Regions from separate parts of the Mus musculus genome. Here region 2 is linked to region 1. The links are chromatin contacts, called in public Hi-C maps. All regions are on one chromosome and are shown on one strand. Each heading gives the region's core, a stretch centred on a gene start, on an enhancer-like site or on the middle of the called end of the contact. The rest is flanking DNA. Distances are from core to core; before and after follow the strand shown.

Evidence for each region. Hi-C and Micro-C count contacts between places; a contact is called where the count stands out from the background.
Region 2: a contact with region 1 is called in a Hi-C map of uterus. The contact joins the enhancer-like site here to the promoter of Angptl2 in region 1. A contact is called at or near these places in 4 of 39 promoter capture datasets (the C10 cell line, hippocampal neurons and liver), 6 of 484 Hi-C or Micro-C datasets (the G1E-ER4 cell line, hematopoietic stem cells, liver and 1 more), 4 of 115 datasets of contacts at active chromatin or transcription factors (embryonic stem cells, fibro-adipogenic progenitors, heart atrium and 1 more) and 4 of 9 other capture datasets (adipose tissue, embryonic stem cells, liver and 1 more).

The regions. Positions count from the first base shown.
Region 1 is chr2:33,212,863-33,219,597 of GRCm38.p6, forward strand. Angptl2 (angiopoietin-like 2) reads left to right here and starts at 3,099. Exons shown (of 5, transcript NM_011923.4): 1 at 3,099-3,591. The region is part of intron 8 of Ralgps1 (Ral GEF with PH domain and SH3 binding motif 1); the gene reads right to left.
Region 2 is chr2:33,279,620-33,286,354 of GRCm38.p6, forward strand. Ralgps1 (Ral GEF with PH domain and SH3 binding motif 1) reads right to left here. Exons shown (of 20, transcript NM_175211.5): 5 at 5,206-5,289. Among named protein-coding and RNA genes, the nearest start is that of Angptl2, 67 kb to the left of the region's middle. Within about 2 kb of position 3,367, at least 48 of the 459 cell types and tissues checked have an H3K27ac peak or open chromatin away from gene starts, as enhancers often do. A contact at or near this core is called in adipose tissue, fibro-adipogenic progenitors, heart atrium and 2 more, where this site is marked.

The DNA of each region.
Region 1 (6,735 bases), core at 1,849-4,348:
CTGCCTAGTAGTAGTACAGTCAGCATTCACAGGTTGTATGGAGCCAGAATGTCTTAAACTAATGTGCTTTACAGCTCAATTAATATTTTAAAAATGTTTTTATTTTATGTGCATGAGTGTTTGGCCTCTCTGTGTGTCTGTGCTCCACTGTGTGCCTGGCACCCAGGAAGACCAGAAGAGAGTTACAGGTGGTTGTGGGCCATCACGTGTGTACTGAGAATCACACTCAGACCCTCTAGAGAGGCACCTAGCACTCTAACAGCTTAGCCATCTCTTCAGCCCCTTATCGATTTTCATAATAGCTCTCTGAGGCCGATCCTCATACCACCCCCATTTTGTAGACGAGGGAAAGCGAGGTTCAGAGGTTCAGAGCAGGAAAAGGAGAAACCGACTCTGAAGCTTGAGTTTGCCTGCAGGGCACCTGGTTGTCTTGAGCCATCAAAAGGGCAAGGGTTGTACACAGATGGGTGGGACAAGGCCACTCTGGTGGTTTTGACATTGTTGGAGCTTTGGGTTATGCAAACAGCAGTACCACGATAACCCACATGCGTGAGCTACACGGTCACCAGAGGACGTGGTAGTCCTGGAGACTCCTTTGCCATCAGGTAAGTCCTATGAGCTACCCCGTCTTTCTCACCAAATGGCTCAAGCACAGCCTCCAGTTTCAGATGCCCAGCCTGTGGCTCCAGCAGCAGACTCCTCAACACTGGCCTTTTACTGAGACACTACCAGCCATGTACTGCTAAAAGCCTGTGACTAGATCCTTGGGACTTAATCCCACCTCTCTAACAGAGCCTCATCTCTCCTCAACCAAAACGTTCTCTCGGCTCCACTAAAAGAACACCTCATGGCTGGGTATGGTGGTGTGTGTCTGTAATTCCACCACTAAGGAGGCTTAGGTAGGAGGATTTTGAGTTTGTGGCCAGCCAATGTAATAGTATCCAGACTCAAACAAAACAAAATACAAGAGCACCATATAACTGTTCTTGCCCCAGTGTCTTCTCCAGTTACTTCTGTGGTCTAACAAATGACATCAAAACTCAAATAGTCTATAACTATTCCATTAAGCTGTGAGCCAGGAATTCAGATGTGCCACAGTGGGATGGTTTCTCTCTCTCCTTCAGAGCCAGGACCCTGACAGGGAGACTGTATGCTTGAGAGTAAAGTATAGGTGAGGTAATTCAGTAGCTAGAGGCTGGAACCATCTGGAGGCGACGTTGCATACATGCCAGTGGAGGCAGTACTATCTACCATGTGCTACGAACCCTCAATTTCTCAGGCTCTGGCTTGCTCAAGGCTCTATGAGGCGGTGTCCCAGTGGACAGAGCAGATGTCACCTGGCCTTTAAGTAACCACCTGTTCTCTGGCCTTGGACATCAGGTTCCTTCATTTCATGGTACTGGAGTTACCAGTACAAATTGGTACCACACACAGACTTGTAAGGATGGAGAATGGATACTACCTCTCAATGGGAGGAGTGTCAGAATCTCCTGGTAATCTGGGGCATGTTGGGACTATCTTTGAAGAAGCAACTATAGCACTTTCACCTATTCCACCTAGCCCTGACTATCCCCCACCCCCCACTTGATTGCCTAGTGGGTCTGAGCCATCCTATGGAATTGGGCTTAGAGATTTCATCCGGCAGCTGGCCCTGGCTGCTGCATCTCCCTGTAAGATTCACCCTCAGCACGCAGCAGTTTTCTCCCAGCCCAACTGTTTGCTGTCAGAGGACGGGGGCTTTGGCTAATAGTAGCATCTTCATAAACACATCCTAGAAATGCGAGGAAGATAAGTGAAAGGGGACAGCCTCTCAATGTGCTGTATGACCACGCTGCGGAATATGGTGACTCACTTCCAAATAAGTGGTGTTCAGCCACAGGACCCGGACCAGGTCCTAGGCAGAAAGCAGAGCGGTGCTCATCACTCCCTGGTAGAAAAAGACTTCCTGCCCAGCCCAGATCAGCTCTCTGGCTAATGGTGTCCCTTAAGGTCTGTAGTTTCTTCTAGGAACAGAAGAAATTGACAGAAGAGGGAAGGGGCTAAGTAGGCTGAGGAGAAGCAGAAAAAATAATTTGTTTCCTGAATAAAAGGTGGCAGTCTCAGGAGAGGGAGCCACAGTGGGTCTGTCTCCTTAGAGATCAGGAAAATATCCCATGTTGACTTGCTGTAAGAGAGGGCCACTAAAGTTTCCTCTTAGTTCGTACCTAAATGTTACCACCACCACTAACACTTTTCAAAGAAGAGACATCACTAATATCAAGCAGTGGGTGAGCCTGTGCATGGGACTTGGGGTCTCCCCCTCTCTACACCCCTGCAGGATGCCAGTGGCCTTCTACTGCCAGCTCAACAGACCTGATGCATCTGAAGGATGTGGCCTAGGCACCAAGGCCCTGTCCTTCTCTACTCGGAGCCACCAGTCTTAGCGCTCACTCCACTCTCTTGACCATTCACAACTGACAGCTCCCAGGGACTCTACCACGTGTTCACCCAAGTCACAGCTGAGAACTAAGGCTGGCAGGGTCACATAGCAGGGGCTTTGGATTTAAGTCCAGCCCACCTGCCCACCTGGCACACCGTCCTTGATCCTGTAACCGGACCTTCCCAGGTGACCTTGGTGAACCTGGCAGTGTTGCTGGAATGTGGCTCACTTATGCTGTAGAGAAGGAAGCTCAGGGAGTGGCAAACAGTCTTCCTCTAGTTTCCCAACCCAGTCATGGTACTTTCACTGTCCTACCCCACTGCCACATTAGCAGTGCCTTCTGCAGGGATGAAGTGGTTTGGAAAGAAGATGCTGAACACTTAGTAAGGCAATCCACAGAAAGAGTGAGCAGGGCTCCCTGGCCTCCCAAGCAGCTGCTTGCACAGCCGCAGCTGCTCAAGTCCGTTACCCGAGTCCAGTGGAAGCGCTTTGCCTACACAGGGCACCCCAGCAACGTCAGCCTTCAGGGAGTGGAGCAGGCTGGTGAGCCAGGAGCAGAGCTGGCCAGCCTTCCTGTGCCAAAGAAGGAGGGGGCCCCGCCCAGGCCGCCAAAGCAGGCAGGAGGGGCTGGGCCAGCTGGGGCTGGAGCTAGTGTGACATCACCAGGCGGCCCGCCCCTGTCTGGAGCTGAGGGGAGGCCCAGAGCTTTTCTGGGGCCTGGGGGATCCTCTTGCACTGGTGGGCGGAGAGAAGTGCCTGCAGCCAACCAGGGTCAGGCTGTGCTCACAGTTTCCTCTGGCGGCACGTAAAGGCTCCACAAAGGACCTGGGAGTTCAACTGAGGCTGCTGCTGTCGGCCTGGGGATGGACCCCAAGCCCTGAGTGGTGTTGTTGGACCCAGGACCTGCAAGAAGCATGCACTAAGGCAGCTGCGGACCACACTGTGAGGGAGAGCAGGTTGGGAGCAGCCCCGGTGACACCAGAGCCAGCCTCATCCCTAGGAGCTTCAGAGAGCATAGACTGCTGCCAGCTGAGGCCAGTGAGGCAGGGCTGCTCGGCGGCCAGTCCAGCCTGAGACTCGGGACCTCTCCTGGAGGCCACGGCCAGGCTGTGCTGCTGATGGCACCGTGAGGCATGTGAAGCGCTGCTCCAGGGCCAAGCAGGAGAGAAGAGGTAAGGGGTCAGCTCTCAACTGCAGCAGCCAGGGGAAGAGGGGCTTGAGACGGGCAACCCTGACTCCTCCAGCTTCCGTGTGCAGCTGGACCCCACAGGGGTCAAACCTTGCTTTTGCTCAGAGCTGAATCAAGCATCTGACCAGGCAGAGGACTGTGAATACTTGGGCAGGGTGGTGTAGAGGCACAAGCACACTGGGCTGGGATGTTGAGGACTTCATCGGTGAGCTCCACTCACCTCTTTCAGACAAAGAGCCTCTGGGGTGAGCCGGTTTGGCTGTCGGACACAGGCTGGTAGCCGGGTATGTGCATGTGTGTAGGTGCGGATTTGAAAGGGCAGCAGGCTGAGAGTCGCAGGGCAGTGTAGGACTGGGCAAGTTGTGTTCAAGCTCCGGACTCCTGCACACCCAGCCAGCTAGAGTTATGCTACAGCAGAAGCAGATGTAATGCGGACCTGAGGCAGTGGGGGCCTCAGTTCAGAAAGTGCCCTGGGCCAGGCAGCACGAGCTGCCAGCGTGCCAGGAGCAGAGGCGTCCTGTGCGGGACAGAACATGTCACCCACAAGTTTCTGTCGGTAGGACTGGGGCAAAGTGCTGCCCTGACTTTCCCTCTGCGCCCAAGGATACAGTAGATGGATCCCAGGTCTCCAGCCAGCAGGATGTGGCTGAGAGACTGTGGAGGACCTGCTTTCTGAACAGCCTAGTGAGGGGACACAGCAGGCGCCACATACAGAGTCAGTCCCTTGAAAGCAAGCGCTTCAGCATGAGATAACATTTCCAAACAGAAATTCTCTGCTGATCCCTCCCCTCTCCCTGTGACATCCGTGTCACGGGTCAGCTATTGCCTCTGCTGTGGGATTAGGAGAGTTCCCAGAGGCCAGTGTTGTTACTCAGAAAAAGATCCCTTTGAGGAAGACTGAGAACACAAGTTCCAAAGCTAGCTCAGTGCTCTCCACATGGGTTCTTCCAAGTACAGGCCTAGTATGGCAGCGATTATGAGCTGGCTCCTGTCTGAACTCTGTTAAGTGGCAGATCACAGCTTTTCTAAACCTCAGTTTCCTGATCTGTGAAAAAGAGGGCTGAGAGCCCAGCTCAGCAACAGCCCAGCAGACACCTGCAGCAACCCCACAACACACATCTAACTACCTCCATCTCCCAGATGAGGAAGCCTGGCATGTGACTTCAGGGTTTCTTCAAGTCACACATCACTCACTGCTCTCCAGGGGTGGCGCACGAGATGTGTTCAGAGTCTCTAAAGCCCTGGTTACCAGTTATTAGAGCCCAACCATCAGCATGCCCAGAGGGAAGAACCAGTACCCCAACTCTTGCCCTGACCTGGATACATTCTCTAAAGCAGCGGTTCTTAAGCTGTGGGTTGCAACCACATCAGATATCCTACATATCAGATATTTGCATTACAATTCATAACAGTAGCAAAATTACAGTTAAGAAGTAGCAATGAAATAGCTTTATGGTTGGGGGGGCAGTCACCACAACATGAGGATTAAAGGGTATTAAAATAACTTTATTTTATATTTTATTTATCACATATATTATTCATATATTTATATTTAAATATAAAATAATAAAAGAGTATTAAAATGTATTAAAGATACTTTGCATCTTGGACTGGGCTTGAGCCACCTGTAGCATTTCTACATCCTAGAAGTATATTGTAAGAAAACATACAACTAGACCAAAACTTCTAACACCACTCTCCCAGGCAGGATGCTATCCTGCATCACCCTTGGGATCTGCCTACTGGCATCCCTGTCAGAGCCACAGGGATAGGAAAATGGAGCTTCCTTGGTCCCGCAAGAGGGCCACCGGCTGCACCTGTTGCAGAGGGACAAGCAGAGAACAGACTCCAGCAAGCCTGGCCGTGGTAACTACTGCCACACAACACCAGCGTATCTGAGCCCAGGGACAGAGGTTTCCTGAGTTCCTGGTGGCATTTGGAAAGTGGCTGTGAAGTACATGCTTCCAACTCAGGCTTCTGGGGTGGGTGACACTGAAGGTTTCCTACTGCAGTGTGAACCTGGTGGCTTTCTGGCCTCTGCAAAGGTTCTGCCTAACTCTGTGAATCTGGCTAAGACATACAGATTACCACTGGGCAAGGGGAACACAGCGGAAAGAGATAGGTGGACGGCATGTAGGAGTCTAGCGACTCATGCCCAGCATGGCTGTGGGCTCACAGGCAAGAACCCCACAACAGTTGCCCACTGGGCTTGGTGAGCAGGCACTCCATCTTACTCCATCCTTACTCCTACCCTAGAAAATGGGTTCCTGTTTCAGATGAAGGAATAAAGAAAGCTAACTTGCCCAAGCTAACAGCTATGTGATCCATAGGCTTTGAACCTAGTACTGTGTTTCCAAAGCCCACTCCCCCTTCCATTGTACTCCACTACTCCACACGGCATCCTGACCTCTCTGTCCTGATGCCGCCCTATGGCCCTCCCTGGCTGTCAAGTCTGCTTTTGCTGACCTTAATCCCTCCAAGAACAGTGTGCTTCCCTGGCGTCCCTGCTGCCTTCTCTGCAGGGACCCACATCTGCAGCGTGGGGAGTGGAGCTGCGCGGTCCACACTGTTCCCACCCTGCGTGTGGAGGGCAGAGCCTGGGGTTCATCCACCTGACAGGATAGGCGTGCTGGCAGGTATTCCCATCACTGGCCGGGGAATCCTGTGAGGCTGCTGTGTGGGAGTTCAGCACCTACCCTGGGCCACACCTAACAGCCCTTGAGGCAGCACAGGCATCTGAAACAAACACAGCAGACAGCCAGTCTCTGGGAAGGGCAGGTATATTCAGCCTCTGCCTCTCACTGAATCACAGCCTACTTTATCTGGAAGGTTCTCATCTTAGGTGCACACCATAGAACAGCTGTGCAGAACCTAAGAGCACTAGGATGAGATAGGCAGACTGTAAACAATTCTACAAACACCCAGCAGATGGCGCGAGTCATAAGAGATGGCCCTGGGAGCTGATACAGAAGTGGAAACTGAGGCTCCGGAACACAGTACCTCCCATGGCCTCTCCATCGGTGGCCCACAAAGGAGGAACCCCAGCTTTAAGCTGCCCCTCCAGCTCAGCTCACAGTCTGCTACAGCCATACAGTAGAAATCTCTGTGAAGAACTAGATAGAGAAGT
Region 2 (6,735 bases), core at 2,117-4,616, 67 kb after region 1:
CTAGGTCTCTGGTCTTCCTCACAACCTTTGGAATGAATCTGTTGGGTTGTACAAGCAGCAATTATTCTAAATGTCAAGTGGGAACTGACATCTTTTTTTTTTTTTTTTTTTTTTTTGGTTTTTTGAGACAGGGTTTCTCTGTGTAGCCCTGGCTGTCCTGGAACTCACTTTGTAGACCAGGCTGGCCTTGAACTCAGAAATCCACCTGCCTCTGCCTCCAAAGTGCTGGAATTAAAGGCGTGCGCCACCACGCCCGGCGACTGACATCTTAATGACACTGAGTTTTTTCATCCATGAAGATGAAGCCCGTCCCTGCTGCCCCTCCCTGTTTCCTAACATCCGCTCTGATTATTACATCAGTGCTTTGTAGCTTTCAACATATAAACCACATTTTGTAAAAATAAACACCTAAGTCTGTTTGAGTCCTGGAGTTACTACAAACAGTGCTTTCAACCTTCAGATCCTGATCGTTCACTGCTAGCACAACAAAAGCAACCCTTTGTGTGCAGCGACTGGCCTTGTACCTCTCGCTTGCTTGTACATTGGTGCCAGGAGAGTTTGTAAAACTGATTTACTTTTTTATTTTTCTATAGACAATCATGTCAACTGTGAATAAAGACACCTCAATTTCCTACCTTTCAAATGAGTTTCTTTTATTGTTCCTGTCTTATTGTCTTACATAGAACAGTGCCAGAGCACCACATTGGCTTATTCCAGGTCTCAGGGGACATGCCCAGTGTCTTCCTGCTAACATCTCAGGGGACATGCCCAGTGTCTTCCTGCTAACATCTCAGGGGAACATGCCCAGTGTTAAGGATCATCTGGGATTAAAGATGCTATGGATTCCTCAAAAGTCAAGGAAGTTCCCCTTTCTTATTTTTTAAATCATAAACACTAGATTTTGTTTCTTCTTCTCCTCCTCCTCTTTTCCCTCCTCCTGCTCTCCCTCCTCCTCCTTGTCTGTTAATACAGTGCTTACACTAAGTTTCTGAAAAGTTGAAAAGGCCATACATACATGGAATATCCGCCATATGGTCATGATGTAACTTATTGTTTTGATGGCATAGCTAGTACTCGGGGCTGTGTGGGTGTACAAGGCATCTCTTGGGAAAAGCCACAGCAGTATTACAGATGACCAGAAAAGAATGGTTGTGGGTACAAAACCCTTTATTCAATTAGTCATCCACAAATAAAACAAACAAAACAAAAAGCAAATGAAGAGAGAAAAGGAAAAGCCCAGATTTAAAAACAGTGGGCTGGGAGATAGCTTAGTGGTAATGTTAGCTTGTAGGTAAGAGGACCTGAGTTCAAGTCCCCAGCACCCACATAAAAAGCTAGGGGTAGCTGGGAAGAGCTGAAGTAGGAGGATTGATGGAATTTACTGGCCAGCCTACTTGGTGAGTTTCAGGCCAGTCAAAGACCTGGTCTCAAGTGGGTGGGAGGGGAAGAAAGGAAGAGGTGGACTCCAGCCAAGGAATGGCATCTGAGAGCAACCTCTGGCCTCCACATGCATAAAAGGGTAACTGTCTTCCTCGTCACTAAATTTTACCTTTCTCCTTTAGCAACTATGACATTTCTGCAGATGAATGTGGCCTCCTATCCCATTGCCTCTCTGACTGCAGTAACCATCACCCCCAGCCTCTTCTGTTACCTCCTTCCTCACTGCTCGAGGCTGTTCACCTATGTTCTCACCTTGAACCCAGAGCCTCGAGACTTTGAGTCCTTCCTCTCCCCTTTCTTGTTGAGTCCCCTGGAGCCCTTTCTCCTCCTAGGCAGATTGTTCTTCCATTTGTCATTCACTCTTGCCCCTTAAGGAAGTCCCCTTGCCCCTCAACCCTTCCAGCTGTGTGCATGGACAGACTGCCCACATGTCCTCGCATGCTCGTACTTAAGTGCTGTGTGCTCTTCTACCTGGGCCCCTATCAGTGCTTGGGGCTCTCTCACAGTCTTCGACAGTCAGCACGCTTCCCACCCCAATGCCCCCTTTGTCTCCAATCTTCCTCATACTGTACCTCTAGGCTGCCTGTAGCTGTGTCTCCCTTATGACAGCTCCCAGGACTTCCCTTTCCCAGCTCCTCTAGGCCTTTGTCACACAGACCCTGGCTCTCCTTGCCTTTGGCTTTCCCTGGCATCCTGAACCCTTCCATTCAGACACGAGCACCCTCATGGGTTCGCCCACTTGAAAAAAGGAAAGTACAACCAGCTTCCTGGATGTCACTGGCCCCTCTGTCCTCCCTTTATCTGCAGAGCTTCTGTGGCTGTATCACCTACTCTTCTTCTGTCCACAGGTGCCCTACCTTGCTGTATGTGTGGCTAAGACCCAGGGGCTCTCTACCAGCTCTGCGCAGGTCGCCTGAACAGTCCTTCACTCAAGTGCACTTCCAGATTCGTCCTTCTGTCAAGTTCTTCCCACTTAGATTCCCTTACCCAGCATCCTTTGCAAACCTCACCCTCTGGACATGACAAATGGCAGCAGTCCTCAGTTCTCAAGTCCCCTTGAACACACTGCGGCCCTCACACTCTAAAGCGTTAGCCTCTCCTTTTTACTGTACCTTCCTTGTAACCAGGTGCTCTGAGCCACAGCACTTTCTCTCTGAAGCTAGTGACTCAGTTCCTATGGGTCGAGTACAGTTCCTCATTTAATCTTCAAAGCCCACTTGGGATGATCCCCGAGGAAGATGAGTATAGAAGCCAGAAGCCAGTCCAATATCCCACAGCTATCGAGCCACGGCTAAGGCTCGCATCCAGCTCCGTCCCTGCATACACTTCAGAGCAGCTCTGAGCCCCCAAATCAAATGCAAGTGCATGTATGTACTTTCAGATGTGCTACTGTCAGATTCTCTCAGTAACACAAAGGCCAGGGTAAACTCTATGGCACAGGGACACATCACAGACCTTGGATAAACCTGGCTAAGTTCTACCATCCTGCTGCTGAATGAGAAAATCCTGATTCCAATCCTGCTGCCTGCCCATGGATGGATGCAGAGGCATTCAGATCCCAAGAGGAGCAGGCAGGCTGCGCAGGACACTTGGCGCTGGGTTTCCAGTTTGGTCCCAGAATCCCGGATGCTCCGGCAGCTTCCTTCTCGCCTCCTGACCTTCAGGCTTTTCTTGCAGCCTCTGAAACATCTGCAGCCCACTATCTGTCAGATGCCACTCTCTGTTACCCTTACAATAGCTCCTTAAAGTCAGTGTGTTGATATTCCTAGGTACCGGTGAGGAAATGGGGCTCTGAAGAGGTCAGTGGCTTCTAGCTCTTATCTGGAGTCTAATAAGGTGTCTTGTCTTCACGTGGTTCAGTTCTACCCATAAGAAGACCAGTGAGCTCATCCAAAGACAGCAATCCCAGCCATGGGCCAAGGCTGGCCTCTGGCCAGTTTTCAAGCCAGAGCTCCCAGGCTGTGTCCAGAAGCTGCTGGCTCTCCGTGAGCCTGCATTTCCTGGAGCATAATGTTTGAGAAAACATGGCTGGCTCACTGCATCCCTTGGTCTGGGATGGACACAATACAACCGCTTGCCACATGGGCTGTACTGCCCTTGCCAAGCTGCCCTGGCTGCCCTGTGTAAAGAGCAGATTACAGAGTCCCCAAGGACCTACCCTCTGTGAGTTCCATGGCTGGCCCAAGGTGGAGGCTAGGTCGGCTCCCAATCAAAGATTACTGTTAAAGAAACTATGAATCCTCTGACAGTGTGTACACATCTGGCTTTTACTCCTCCTCTTCCTCTTCTTCCTGCTCCCCACCCCCCACCCCCCCATCCACGTCATCATCTTTTTTTTGTTTTGGTTTGGTTTTTGTGTTTTGTTTTGCTTTTGAGACAGGGTTTCTCCATGTAGCCAGGCTGTCCTAGAACTTGCTCTGTAGACCAGGCTGGCCTTGAACTCAGAAGTCCACCTGCCTCTGCCTCCCAAGCACTGGGATTAAAGAAGTATACCACTATACTGGGCTTCTTTTCCTTTTTTAAAGAGTAAGCTCAGTTTGAAAGGAAAAGATTTACAATACAAAGAGAAAGAAATCACTTCTCAGCCCTCCCAGCACAGAGGCAGTTATGCTGTGCTTGGCTCAAACAAACAAACAAACAAATCATGCCTGCCCCAGCCTTGATCTTCAGGCTACAAGCCAGTGCTTGTCCAAGATGCCTGCTGCCTGCCCATGGATGGATGTAGAGGCAGCAGAAGGCTAAGACGTTGAGCAACAGTGATGTACAGGGCCAGACATTTCCGAGAGGGAAGGCCCAGATGAAACCAAGACTCCAAGGGAATGTGGGCCCCAGGACCCAGAGGGCTGGACACACAATTATGCAACCTTTAGGTCACTGACCTCACTGGAAACCAGAAAAACAAGGGGGAAAAAACCAAGAGGAATCCTGTGTGGAAGTCTGGTTTGTGCAAAGGGAGCCATGTGAGAGCTTACTATCAAAGCACAGCACTAGAGGTTCTGGGGAGAAAGCAGAAGAGCTGGTCCCTGCAGCTCTCCCATTTGCCTCTGAGCTTCTTGTTTGTTCCCATGAGCCTAGATCTTTACACTGCAGGAGGAGGTAGCTCGTTATATTTGAAGCCAGAGTTCTGGCTAGACCAAGTCAGACTGCAGCATGTGGGGCCTAGTGGGTCGGGATACCAGGAAGTGCACCTCAAGCAGTACCTCCTAAACTCCCACTCATTGCATCAGGTGTGTTTCCTGAGGGTCCTTTACACAGGAGTCTGACATTGGCAAGATGGCAGGCTGGATGATAAGCAGGACAGACAAGTCCTCACAGAGACCACAGGACACACAAACCAAAGACAGTGGAACTGGGGGCCACACGGAGAAAACCAAAATGGTTGCAATGAGGTGTTTGATGGGTGCTCCCTGCAGAAGTGACACTCGAAGTTAAACAGGAAGAGTCCTGGGCCAAGAGCACAGGACATGGGACAGAGGTATGGCAGAGAAGGCAGACCCAGGGGCTGGAGAAGAAAGGAGACAGAGAACTGAGGCAAGCTGGGAAGCCATGGTGAGATCCTCTGCCTAACTGCACAGAAGCTGAGCTCCTGTGGGGAGGCTGCAGTACAGGAGTCAGCCTCACTTGCCTTGTGAACTACGCTGAGTAGCAGTGGGCAGTCAGGAAAGAGAACTGGGACCCAGGGCCAGGAGGCTGGGACTGACCCCTGAAGGGCTTTGGGCTCCGTGGGCTGCCGGGAGAACAGATACTCCAAGGGACGCTGCTTACCTGGTTGAACCTCCGGGTAAAGGCCACGACGTTGGGGGCAAGACTGTGTTTCTCCTTTTTACTCCATCCACAACTGGCCAACTCCTGGGAAGGAAGCAGAGTCGAGAGGAATTCAGTCAGGATGCAAAGTCACAGGGCATGTGCCTGGACTGTGAACATGGAGGTGGGCAGGGCTGTGGCCCTGGCTATGGCTAAGCTCACCAGGGAGGGGAGGGGCCACGTCTGCAGGTGAGGGAGCAGCTGAGAGGAAAGGCAGAAACACGGCGTACCCCCCCCCCCGCCACACTGTACCCCATTTCCCAAGATTCTTTGCAAAAATATTTACTATTGTCACTGTGCCGGCTTCTCTGGGACGTAGAGGCCTCGTGCAATCCAGATTGTCTGAGAAGGGGGTCAATGCTTAACTCAACAGGACTCATCCCACCCTGGATAAAGCTCCAGGGCTCTAGGCTAGCTTAAATTCAAATCCAGCAGAGGAATCTCAGATTCTGTTGGTCACACAGACATCCTTCATTCCTGCAATCTGGCAACTACAGCTGCTTCTGGGACTGCCTGGGATTCTGCCCTGAAGCTGCCCCTCCTACTTTTTCTACAGAGACGGGACAGAAAAATGCCACCAGTGCAGGAGCATGTGTCCAATCTCCCAGAAGGCTTAGCAGCATGATTTGATAAATCAAAGTAGCTAAGTTTTACCTGTCAGCAAAGGTGGCTTCTATTTGAATAACAAAAGCTGTCGTGTGGGGTCATGTCAAGGCAGGCAAGCACAGGGTCTAGTTTATCAACTTCCTACTCTACTCGGCACGGGTTGTACACACACATGCCCCTCTTTTAACACTGCACGTGAGACACCTCACGCCTGCATGTGCTGTACACACCCCCTTCTCTGAACAAGCCACCTGTCAGTAAGCCAGAGTGCCCACCTCTACTGAGCTACAAGCATTCCCCTCTTAGAACAGTGGAGTAAGCTTCTCCTGCCATTGAATGACCATTAAACAGAGAGATCCTATTAAATCACACTTCAGTTCTATCCAGCATGAGGCTGGGGGCCCAATCCAGCCTGAGTTTGTTTGAGTACCTAAACAATAAAGCAGACGGCATCCTCTGAGTGGACTTTCAGGGAGGACCCCTCATTTATCACCCCATGCCTGTACATAACGAGGCACACACGTGACTAAAACCAGAGGCATCATGGGAAAGGACATGTACAGGGTATAAAAGTTTACATAATTCAAGTTATATCATTCAAGCTCACCCATCAAATCAAAGAACCACCTATGCTGTAGCCCTTAGCAACCATGCTCCTTCTCTTGAACCCCAACAATAATCAGGGGCCTTGAGTTCCCTGCTCATGTGGCCACTATCACTCTTGACAGCATGTCTCTTCCTGACATCCGCTATTACTTTGCACCACATAAAGTTTTCTTGCCGCTTTTGCGATCTGTGCGAGTAAGAGGCACAGATCGCACAGCCTAGGACCCACCAAGACAATTCGGAGGCTATAAGAAGACCAAGGCAAGGCCATCAAACAAA